Regions from separate parts of the Mus musculus genome. Here regions 1, 2 and 3 are each linked to region 4. A link is a contact called in public HiChIP or PLAC-seq data. All regions are on one chromosome and are shown on one strand. Each heading gives the region's core, a stretch centred on a gene start, on an enhancer-like site or on the middle of the called end of the contact. The rest is flanking DNA. Distances are from core to core; before and after follow the strand shown. Region 1 holds the start of Clmp (CXADR-like membrane protein). Region 2 has its middle 28 kb from the start of Gm39319. Region 3 has its middle 50 kb from the start of Gm39319. Region 4 holds the start of Gramd1b (GRAM domain containing 1B).

The links. HiChIP or PLAC-seq counts read pairs in DNA pulled down with a chosen protein or histone mark.
Region 1: a contact with region 4 is called in an H3K4me3 HiChIP or PLAC-seq map of embryonic stem cells, with 2.5 times the contacts expected there. The contact joins the promoter of Clmp here to the promoter of Gramd1b in region 4. A contact is called at or near these places in 2 of 39 promoter capture datasets (cranial neural crest and embryonic stem cells), 2 of 115 datasets of contacts at active chromatin or transcription factors (bone marrow-derived macrophages and embryonic stem cells) and 1 of 9 other capture datasets (adipose tissue).
Region 2: an H3K4me3 HiChIP or PLAC-seq map of bone marrow-derived macrophages shows a contact between it and region 4, with 3 times the contacts expected there. The contact joins the enhancer-like site here to the promoter of Gramd1b in region 4. A contact is called at or near these places in 2 of 484 Hi-C or Micro-C datasets (bone marrow-derived macrophages and embryonic stem cells), 5 of 115 datasets of contacts at active chromatin or transcription factors (bone marrow-derived macrophages, embryonic forebrain, embryonic stem cells and 1 more) and 1 of 9 other capture datasets (adipose tissue).
Region 3: a contact with region 4 is called in an H3K4me3 HiChIP or PLAC-seq map of bone marrow-derived macrophages, with 4 times the contacts expected there. The contact joins the enhancer-like site here to the promoter of Gramd1b in region 4. A contact is called at or near these places in 4 of 484 Hi-C or Micro-C datasets (bone marrow-derived macrophages, cerebellar granule neurons, cortical neurons and 1 more), 7 of 115 datasets of contacts at active chromatin or transcription factors (bone marrow-derived macrophages, embryonic forebrain, embryonic stem cells and 3 more) and 3 of 9 other capture datasets (adipose tissue, embryonic stem cells and macrophages).

The regions. Positions count from the first base shown.
Region 1 is chr9:40,684,735-40,687,434 of GRCm38.p6, forward strand. It overlaps Clmp (CXADR-like membrane protein), which reads left to right and starts at 1,285. Exons shown (of 7, transcript NM_133733.5): 1 at 1,285-1,625. The coding sequence starts at 1,601.
Region 2 is chr9:40,637,466-40,640,165 of GRCm38.p6, forward strand. No RefSeq gene overlaps it. Among named protein-coding and RNA genes, the nearest start is that of Gm39319, 28 kb to the right of the region's middle. Within about 2 kb of position 1,371, at least 94 of the 459 cell types and tissues checked have an H3K27ac peak or open chromatin away from gene starts, as enhancers often do. A contact at or near this core is called in adipose tissue, bone marrow-derived macrophages, embryonic forebrain and 1 more, where this site is marked.
Region 3 is chr9:40,614,707-40,617,406 of GRCm38.p6, forward strand. No RefSeq gene overlaps it. Among named protein-coding and RNA genes, the nearest start is that of Gm39319, 50 kb to the right of the region's middle. Within about 2 kb of position 1,320, at least 63 of the 459 cell types and tissues checked have an H3K27ac peak or open chromatin away from gene starts, as enhancers often do. A contact at or near this core is called in bone marrow-derived macrophages, cerebellar granule neurons, cortical neurons and 3 more, where this site is marked.
Region 4 is chr9:40,454,367-40,457,066 of GRCm38.p6, forward strand. It overlaps Gramd1b (GRAM domain containing 1B), which reads right to left and starts at 1,398. Exons shown (of 20, transcript NM_172768.2): 1 at 928-1,398. The coding sequence starts at 1,304.

The DNA.
Region 1 (2,700 bases), core at 35-2,534, 230 kb after region 4:
AAGAGGGAGAGAGATACAGTGGCCCGCTGCCCCAATCCATCTTCTGTGTTCTGGACTAAGGCTTAAGTAGAACCCAAGTTCATATCTAACAGATTCCCAATCAGGAAGTGGTCTGCCCATCACCTGCTTCTGTCTCTCTAGTAAGTTGGTCTGACAAATTGTAAATTCTTTTCAAGGAAAAAGTTTTCTCTCTGGCTGACCCAGGCATTAGACTCTTCCTTCTCCCAACATGAGATTGGGGGCGGGGGGGGGGGGAGTCCAGCTTATTGGGATTCATTATTTTAATAGTCTGATGGACAGGCTGAAGGATGCAAGTGTCTAGCGCTAACTTCTTTATCCCTGCAAGGCTGGTTACACTTAGCTCGGGCTGTCATGGAACTCACTAAATAGCCCAGGGTGGATGTGAACTCCTGACTATCCTCCCGCCTCAGCTTAAGGCATCACTGTTTCCTTGAACTCTGGATTCCCACTTCTCTAGGAGAGTGGCAGGCTCAGCTCTATGCGGATTTAACAGCACTTGACTATGAATAGCAAATGCAAAGGCCACATGTGAGCCGCAAAGGGTCCAAACAAGGAAGCCTGAAGAACTGTTTTAATAACCCAGTACTGCACAAACTATTTATATGGTGCCCCTAGTGATTTCATACCGACCTAACCAGACCTGGAAGGAGAAGAGAAATAAGAGGCTGGGGGAAACAAGAAGAGAGAGGAAGAAAGGAGGAGACAAGAGCAAGAAAGGGAACAAGATCTGGTGTAGTGATGCGCTCAGCACTAGGTATATCTATGTGAGTTCGAGACCAGCCTAGTCTACATAGACTTCCAGACCAACAAAGAGCTACAGAGTGCGACCCTGTCTACCACCACCCCAGTCATCCTCGGGAGGGGGAGGAGAGAGAGAGAGAGAGAGAGAGAGAGAGAGAGAGAGAGAGAGAGAGAGAGAGGCATAAAGCATTGTGAGAGACAAAAATATACAAAAGAGCAGAGAGATTAGAGAGATCAAGGAGAAAAAAGACAGAATTGAAAAGGCCGCATCCACCGGTTCTTGGCCCAAGTGCTGCGGATTCTCTCCTGCACCGCATCAGTTGGCACCGAGCGCCCCCCTCGATCACCCCGGGCCGCGGCCCTCCCTCCCGGGTGGGAGGTAAAGCAGCCCCAGCAGCTAACCCCAAACGCAGAGAGGGAGGGCGGGAGCGAAGAGAAGGGAGGGCGAGGGGAGGGATGGAGGGAGGGGCTGCGGTAGGAGGCAGCCGTGTGGTTCCAGCTCATTTTTTTTCCTCTTTCTCCAGTCGGTTTTCTTTCCAAACAGGGAAAAGTGTTCCACGAAGCGGTAGCTCCTTGCCGCCTCGCCTTCTCCTCCCTAACCCTGGGCCCGGCCCCCGTCCCGGCGCGAGCTGGTGGAGCCAGGGCTAGAAGCCCTCGGTGCCCCCGGAGCGCAGCGCGCAGGGGACCCGGGCGCGGGGCCAGCGCCCGCACATGGCTGCAGCCCCCCGCGCGCACCCCGAGGCGCCGCGCCCTGCTCACAGAAGGTCCGTCGGCTGGGCTCGGTCGCCCTGCAGCCAGGCTGCGCTGAGCCGGGAAGTGCCCGTGTCCGGAGATCGGGATGTCCCTCTTCTTCCTCTGGCTAGGTGAGTGCCTTGGGGAGGGCGGGAGTTTGGATGGCCCTGGGGAAACGCCACCCTGCGTTTGGGTGGAGACCCGCCCTCAGCACCGTGGTCCCCGCAGTCCCGGAGTGCGGCAACCACTCGGTCTCTGCCTCCGCGCCACCGAGGGGCGCATCTGGCAGCCGAGGACCGCCCAGTCGGCCATCGAAATGTCTCACACATCTGGGCCCTCCAGCCAGCTACGGGGTGGGGGCGTTTCCTGGTGGAGTTTGGCGGAGAACCGTTTCGTGGAGAGGGTACTTTTCAAGCGCGTGGTTTGGTTTCAGGAGTACCAGGGGAAAGTGGAGAGCTGGGGAGGGAAGGTTCATCCAGGGTTTTCTGTGCCAGGTTTTGAGGGTGGGGGGAGCTTTTTGTTTCAAACAGGCGCCTCTGAGCGCTCAGATTAGAAACAGATGTGTTGAAGGGGAAGAGGGAGGGAGAGGGAGGAGAGAAGGAAGAAGAGAAGGGTATAGAGGGAAACAGGGCAGGGTGAAAGAAGCACCAAAAAGCCAGGTGACCCCAGAAGATGCAGGCTGAACGCGACCCAGGGAAGGAGAGAAAGAAAGAGCCAGAGAAGCAGAGAGAACGGAGGACAGGAATGTGAAGACAAGCCTGAGAGAAGGGAGCCTGGAGTCCTTGAAACCAATGCAGCAAAGGAGGCAACAGAGGGAAAAGCATATTCTGCCCCTCCTGAACCTGGCTCCGGGGCAGAAAGAGCCCTTCTGGGTGGTCCTCATTTAGGACCAGGCGGGTCTCCTGAGGCTGGGATGGGGGTGTGGAGGGGTGCCCTAAGACACAGGCTGGCTGACATTCCTGGGCTGGACCTGGCAGCTTTGTGGGCCAGGGCACAGAAGGGGTACATGGAAAGAGCTGGAGGAGGTTTGTGAACCTGTGAGGGACCAGGCCCTTGGAAGGCAGCAAGACAACTGAACAAAGTCCAAGTGTGTGTGTGAAGAAGCAGGGCTCTTGTCCACCTGGAGTCAAACCCCAAAGTTAGCAGGCATTCAGAGTAGGGTAGGCGTGGTTGCCCCCTGAGGCTGGCAGAGAAGTAACCAGCGGA
Region 2 (2,700 bases), core at 121-2,620, 180 kb after region 4:
GCAGCTGTCAGAGGAGTTATGGATACAGCAGCAGCTGGCAGCACATGTATCCAAACCTGTGGGTGGGTGGGTAGCTGTCGCATCGTTTTTTTCAGATGAGGCTAACGGAATTTAAGCAGCTAATTGCTCCAAGGCCTCAGGAATGGAGAATGAAAAGCATCTACAGAGAATCCCAAGAAGGTAGCCAGTCTCTGGTGCTGCCTTCCAGAGACTGCATCTCTCACCTGCAACCTGAGACAACCATCAGAAGCAAAGTCAAAATAGGACTGGGGGGCGTGGCTCAGCTGGTAAAGCTCCTTTACAGAGGCATAAAGACTAAGCTTGGTCCCCAGCACTTAAAAAACTAGGCACGGTGACCTGCCCCTCTCATCTCAGTACTGGGGAGTCATGGCCAGGTAAACCCCTGGAGCTTACGAGCCACCCAGCCTGAATGAGCCCCTGGTCCCAGTGAGAGAGCTGTTTCATAAAACAGGATGGGTGGTTCTCAATGAGCAGAACCAGAGGTTAACCTCGGGCCTCTGTGTGAATGTACACACATGCACACACGTGCTCTCACAGACACACACACACATACACACACACAAACTAAAAAAAAAATAAAAATAAAAATAAAAAAACCCACTGAAATACTCCCTGCTTGGAGAATTGTCCCAAGCTCCTCAGGACTCAGGCTTCTATAGATGACAGATGGTCACACCTTGTCACTCTTTCCCAAGAGAACCAGAGACACAAAACCAGTGCTGTTTTTAAAAGCATAATAAGAAGGTTTTATTTAAAAAAAAAAAGTGAAAGGTTGTCAAAAAGCAGAACAAAGCTGGTCCCTGAGACAGATCAGAAACCCCTCCCCCTCCCAGAAGCCATCCCCTCCGTCTTTTCACCCTCCCCATAATTAAATCATCTTCCTCCCTGCTGTTGTCGGAGCGGCAGCCTGGTCACGTGACTGTCACTTTACAGTCCGCGGATGACACTGCTTTTGATTCTCACTCCAAGGCATAGTGACAGCTCATTTAGAATCAATCAAACATTTATTAGCAGAGGGGGAGCCAGGGGCACGGTCTCCAGTGCTGCTCTCTCCAGTTCTGTGCCACAGGCAAGGACAGAATCAAAAACTGCCTCTCGGCGGGGATCGGGAGGCAGGTGGGGGAGGGGAAATCTCCGCCTAGTCTAAGTGCCGCAGAGGGTCAAGGCCTGCGGGACCCCGCTGCCCCCGGGCTATGGATTTCATTCCCACCAATCTGATACCCTTCAATTCCCTAGAGGCTTAGAGACAATGAAAGTGAAAGATTTCATCCCAGGGAGGACTGGAGAGCCACCACAGCAGATGAGCTGTAATCATAGGTCTTAGGCCGCTGGGGCTGCTGTAGGGAGACCTTTAGACTCAAGTGACACAGCTTTATTTCTTCTAGTGGGGGGATGGGTGGCATAGGAGACTGAGTGTCAGTGGCTCCAGGGTCTGGTGAGGACTCATTCCTTAGCGATCTCTTTGTATCTTCATCAGGCATAGAGAGGGTTCACACTGTACACACACCCACAATCTCACCAGCTAAGACCACCTAAGGACACCCACTTCCTAATGCCATCACTTTGGGAGTGAGAGTTTAAACATAGGGACTTGATGGGTACTTGAACACACAAACCACAGGAACTGGAAAAAATACATTTAGAACTCATGCTTGGCCAGGCGGTGGTGGCGCTTGCCTTTGATCCCAGCACTTGGGAGGCAGAGGCAGGCAGATTTCTGAGTTCGAGACCAGCCTGGTCTACAAAGTGAGTTCAAGGACAGCCAGGGCTATACAGAGAAACCCTGTCTCAAAAAATTAATTAATTAATTAATTAATTTGAAAAAAATCAAATAATAGAACTCATTATTGAAGCCCGACTACTGAAGAAACAGGGTTATTTGACCCAAGTTACTTCCAGGCAGAAGTGCTTTAAAGCCCAGAGCATAGTATGTAAACTATAAAGAATGGAAGAGAACTGGGGGAGGGCTTTCCACAGTGAACTTTGCTCGGTGGAACTAGGAAATGCTGGAGATTGACATTGGATGTTTTCCTCAGTTGTTTCCTGTCTTCTTTGGTTGGTTGGTTGGTTTTGTTTTTGATATAAAGTCCTTCACTGATTCTCCAGCTGGCCTCTCCTCAGGGATCCACCCAACCCTGGAATTACAGATTCACACCACTGCACCAAGGTCCTGGAGCTTACACAGTAGGCCTGCAACTGACTACACTCTCCCCTCGCCACGTGTGACCTCATCTTCACGGCATAGGAAGTCTCGTGACAAGTCCCACAGCACCCTTCTGGTATGCATAGATAATCTCAAGCTCTGTGACATAGTTGAGAAAGTGAATGAGTGAAGAATAAATTGTTCAATGGACCCAATAATATCATGAGCACACTTGGGCCAAAACTAACGCTCAGTTTTCTCCCTCCGTGCCCTAGTTTCTCACATCGCAATGTGGTAAATATTGTTCTTGGCAAAGACATTAGGAAAAAAAAAGAAAAAGCTGCTGGGGTGTCCAGATGGATCTGACATAGATGACACTCCCCAGAAGGAAAGGGCTCCCAGATTGATGAGTAGGGCTCCCCTATTCACGTGGAACCAGTGGAGACTCAGCCAACATGGCTCCATCCAAATTGTTCACAGCTGAAATGAGGGAGCCTGCTAGTCTTGGTCCAGCATTCCAGGCCAGGGGACGGGAG
Region 3 (2,700 bases), core at 70-2,569, 160 kb after region 4:
CTCTCAGCTTATATAAACCCAAATTGACTCATATTTCCTGTGTATTAAGAAGTCTTATATCACCAGATGCTGAACTAAAATGAAAACACATGTGATTAGTTAGAGCCACCTAGGAGACAAACCTCTGTGAGTGTCTATCAGGGAGTGTCAAGATGGGTTAATTGATGTAGAAAGTCTAACTAACTGTAGGCAGCACCACTCCACAGGCCAGGACCCCAGGCAGGGAGTGTCAAGATGGGTTAATTGGTGTAGAAAGCCCACCGTCAGTGTGAGCGGCACCACTCCACAGGCCAGGACGCCAGGCTGCAGATAAAGGAAAAGAGTGAGCCGAGCTGCTGCAGCCTTCAGCATGCTGTTTCCAAGCTTCAGATGCAACAGGCCTCGAACCCCTATCACCAGGACTCCCCCACCATGATGGGTTATACCCTCCCTGCTTTAAATTTCTTTGTTGGTATTTTATCATCACAGTGAGCGAGGAAACATACTACTCTGGCCGGCATATATGTGGAGCTTTATACAGTTAATATTGCTGTTATTGGACTGGGGAGATGGCCCAGTAGGTAAGAGCACTTGCTCTGCAAACATGAGGACCTGAATTCAAATCCCCAGCACCCTGGGCAAGGCAACACATGCTTGTAAACTTAGCATTAAGGGGCAAAGATAGAAAGATTGTAAGAGCTGGCCGGCCAGCCAGACTAAGCAAAATAGTGAGCTTCAGGTTCAGGGACAGACCCTGATTCAACTCAATAAGGCCAAGAGTTATAGAAGAAGACCCCTTATGTCCGGCTCTGGCCCCAAATGCACAGGCTTGAGCATGCATACCCAGACACCATGTGCACGCACCATTCATACATACTACAGACATATACAAATACATGTTATCGGCATTTTTTCTAGTTTCCTGACTTGAACATGAACATCACTGTTGGGAGGTGCTTTGGTTTGGATACACTCTGAGCACGTCTTTCAGTAATATTCAAAAACGGTAGTCTTTCAGGGTCTGGTGATTTCTATGGCCATTCCCTTCCAAAAATCAGTCTCCTTTATCAACCAAGCCCAGTAATGCCAAGATACACCAGAGCCTTGACAGTCGGTGTCACCCTTTTCACTCCTAATTGCGGTGACCAATCATTTTTCCAACTGTACACGTAACAGATCCAGGGTTAAAACCAGGGCAAACCCCACTTCAGATCCTGCTCTGGCTCCCTTGTCCCTCTGTTACGACAACCCCATTTGGTGTGTATTGTAGCAGGAGGAGTCTGTCTCCTTGCTCACACATTCTAGTCTTTCTCTGAGTGAGGAAGTATAGCTAACCAACTGCGTGTTCTCTGCACTTAGTCAGTCACGGCACACTGCAGATGTTCCCCCATCGTTCAGGAGCAGTGCTGAGGAATTATTTCTGAGCAGCCTCTGCCAGGCATGTGGCTGAGAGACACCTGGAGAGAGAAAATAAAATCCATTGACAGAGTGAGTGTTCTGGGGAACGACTGGACTTTCTCATTTTCCTTCTGGGCTGTGGTGTCAACTGAGGACGCTGTCGTGGGAAGATGTGGAAGAAGGGTACGGATGGGTTCCTCAGGAATCAGGGGTCGGAAAGGAGCAGGAGAGCCAGCATTCTTGAGCTATACTAAAATGATCGAAGGTTCCAAACTCACCATCTCAGGTACTTAAATTTTTGCATCAATTTGAAGTAAACGACTGCGCCATACACCTTCTATCACACAAGTAGCTCCAGTGCCTTTGTTTTAAAAAACAAAAAACAAAACAGAACAGAAACACCAGTTTGGGTAGCTAAGAAAGGCGGAGCCCCAGAGCCCAACCCTTAGAAATATGAAGAACCTGCTGGAGCCCACCATGGCCACTAGGTGGCACTAGTACAGAGCTAATTCAGAGGCCAGGTCTCTGCAACCATCCTCCTAAAACCCTCTCCTTTATCAACTTAGGTCAGTAATACGGAGATACACTGGAAACCGGAGCTTGAATCCGGCTGCTCTTATAATCCCATAGCGAGCCTTTTATGTGATTGCTGCATTTATCATTAATAGCGCATTTGCTCTGCATCAGGAGCCTGAATTAGCAGAGGTTTAATAACGGGAAGCAGCCTAATGTTTACACTAAGCTAAGCAAGGTCACCCGGGTATTCAGAGAAATGACCCGAACAGTCTCCCAGCAGGATTAATGTAAATGAAGCATTTCTTTGATTAGCTTTGTTCAGCTGCCCTCCCCTCCCCCGCTTTTAAAATGACCGGTTTCAGAGGATCACAGTTTAATTACATAATCATATAAAATAATATTTAATAAAGCACAGAGCAAACAAGCATAATGAGCAACATTTTCTGGCTATTACCAGCAACTGGAGGCAGCCAGATACAGGCTTAATTCTTTAATCTTGCAGATCCGCTGTTAGGGAAGGATCTGAAACACAATCCACGGGATGGTGAGGGTTAAATGGTGTGTGGACCACAGTGCATAGAACGTGTGCAACAAAAGAAAGCCCCTTTCCTCCTCACCAGTGACAGGGCTTCGCATCAATAATTAAAATGGATGTCTGCACGGCTCCTGTACAAACTACGGCCGGAGAACTTTATTCCTTTGAAATCACTTCACATCCACCCGTCCTTTTCACCTTGCAAGCCTCAGAACATAGCTACTGCTACCGAGGAGATGGGATGGGGAGGGGAATATTTAAAACACATTTTA
Region 4 (2,700 bases), core at 148-2,647:
CCCCTCAAGATCCCCACACTTGCTGGTGTCACTTTTGAGCTTTTGAGACCCACTCAATAAGTGATAATGAACGAAAGTGAAATGATAGGGTGAATGAACTCCCATTAGTTACCACCAGCAGCAATAACAGCAACACCCCGCCCCCTCTAATAGTACAGACCTCTGCTAATGGTCATACCCCGAGTCCAGAAGTAAATTGAAGAGGGGACATGGTATCCATGAGTAGCGGGGACTCCATGCCACCATGGGCAACTTCCTGAAGCAACACACACACACATTACCCTGTGAGCTTCATGCTAGTTCTTGAATGTGAACAGCAAACATCTCCCTAGCAAAACTGAAGCTGGCACGGTGATCGATCGTGAGATGTGTCCGTGATGTGGTAGAAAATGTGAATACGTCACCTCTCCATAGGCAACATGGACCTGTACCAGCAGGGTAGTGTAGGAAAAAGAAAATGACAAAAAGTGAAATGGGATTCGGAAGTCCATGTGGAGGCGTCACTTAAACTTCTGTCACTAGTCTCCCGACACCTCCACCTGTACAATGGAATCATAGCCTAATACTATCTACCTAATTTCTCCAAATTCCATCCTCAGGTGAAGCCCTCACCACAGACAGTAGTCTGCGCACAGTAAGGGCTTAAGAGATAATAAAAGATAACACTGTATTGGCCATTTTGCTGTGAGGGTCAAGAAATGAAACGCAGCATGAACCTATGTCAAACACATCAAGTAATGTAAAGTCCCTAGTTCTAGGCTGTGTGGTAGCCCTGGTGCCCTGGCAGTGCCTGAAGACGCCAAGGTGACGCGATAAGCTCCTTCTTTGATCCCGGAAGTTTCCACCAGAATGCCCTAGGGTCCTAGACCGCCCTGGGGAGGGGCGAGAGGTTCAGGGGAAGACTGCTGGAGAGAAACTGGAACCTACCTGCTTTCACTGCATTCTTTCCGCTCCCTCACCCTCAGCCACTTGCGGAGCAGGAAGCGTTTTCGGCGCGGGGACGCACTGGGTGTGGAGCAGTTGGACCACGGGGTGTCCTCGTCGCTGGAGGGCGTAATCTCAATGGACGGCAGTTGCAGGAACTCCTTGCCGGGGGCCAGGACGCCGGGTAGGTCCGGGGCTACCAACCCCGCCTCCAGGCTCTGCTCCTGCACGTTCTTCATCCGGCGCATCTTAAAGCGCCGGCGGCGAAGCGTGGGGGTGGACGAGCTGGACCACACCGCGCTGCCCTCGGGTGCGCCCTGAGGTTCTGGCACCTGCAGGGCGGGCAGCTGCAGGTTCTCCATCATGTTGGCCGCCGGCATCGGGGTCCCTGGCCGCTGCTCCGTGCCCTCCGCCTGCAGCCTGGCTCGAGGCTTCCTCTCTCGGCTCCCTACCCTGGGGCCCGTGGCACTATCCCCTCTCACGTTCAGCGGGAGGCTCGAGCCTGCCAGTAGATCAAGTTCCTTTTCCTGGAGCGCCGCGAGGAGGGGACTGAAGGGGACGCCGCCTCCTGCGGTCTAGAACTTTAAGAAGCGCGCTTCCTCGCTCAGTCCGACGAGGGAAGAGGCGACCCGGGACGCAGTGACAGTCGCCTGCCAAGCTTTGCCACCCGGCTGCCCTCCTGGGGCTCCCCTTCGCGTGCCCGTGTGTTTGTCTTCCGCTGCGCCCGCTTGCTCGCTTGCTCTCTCTGCCGGTGTCTTTGCCTTAGCGGGACTCGGCGGCCCCGGACCCCAGGGAACTGCGCAGCAAACTCTCAGTGGTTTGCGTTCAGCCGACTGCGTTGGGGAGCCGGCTTGGCGCTGCAGGAGAGTGGAGGACTGGAAGAAGAGGCGGTGGTAGGAGGGAGAGGAAAGAGAGAGAGAGAGAGAGAGAGAGCAAGGGAGACACTAGATAAAAACAAAAAAAGGTGGAGTAGGTGGAGGGGGGTGGGGGCTGAGGAGGGAGTGGGTTGCTAGCCTGAAAGGACACGCACAGGCAGCGACAGCCAGCGACAGCCTTGTAACTGTACACGGAATCCCTTGGGGAGGGACTATACCTCCGAGTCAAGGCTGCTCCAATCAGCCTAATGAAATAGGAGCACAATCCAAACTTTCTCAAGGCAACGATTGGCTAAGCAGCTCTGGTTAGCAAACTCCCTGTTTTTTTTTCCCCTGGGGGAGGGGAATCAATGGATTTAGCCCTCCCTCGCAGACCACCCAAGATACAGGGTTGAAGGAAAACTGGGTGACTTTTCAGCCAAATCTCTCTCCTAAGAAATGCGCGTTCTCCGAGTTGTTTGGAGTGCTGACCAGGAAGACAGGGCATACATAATCAGAAGGAAAATGGAAAGTTCCTGGAGGCTGCTTCCAAAATGGCAAGCTGGGAAGAAAAGACAGTTCTGTAGAATAAGCTGAGGACACCAGACACGGACACAAAGACACACGATAGGGTGGAAAGACACAGGACACACAGGACCATTAAGGGAAAGATACTGGATACATGGTGTGTGGCCTGGCCAAAACTATAGCCCGATTATAAGTGAAAGGCAAAGAGGCTGAGAGAAGTTAGCCGGTGCACCACCCTCAGAGACTCCAGGGAGTCAAGTGCATCCTTGGACATTCCTGAGACTGTGTGATGCTGCTTCATCTTGCTGGGGAATGGGTTGGGTCACACCGTTTACTGTGGCCTCAGACCTCTGAACAGAAATATGGACTAGTCCTGCCAAGTATATCAGTGTGC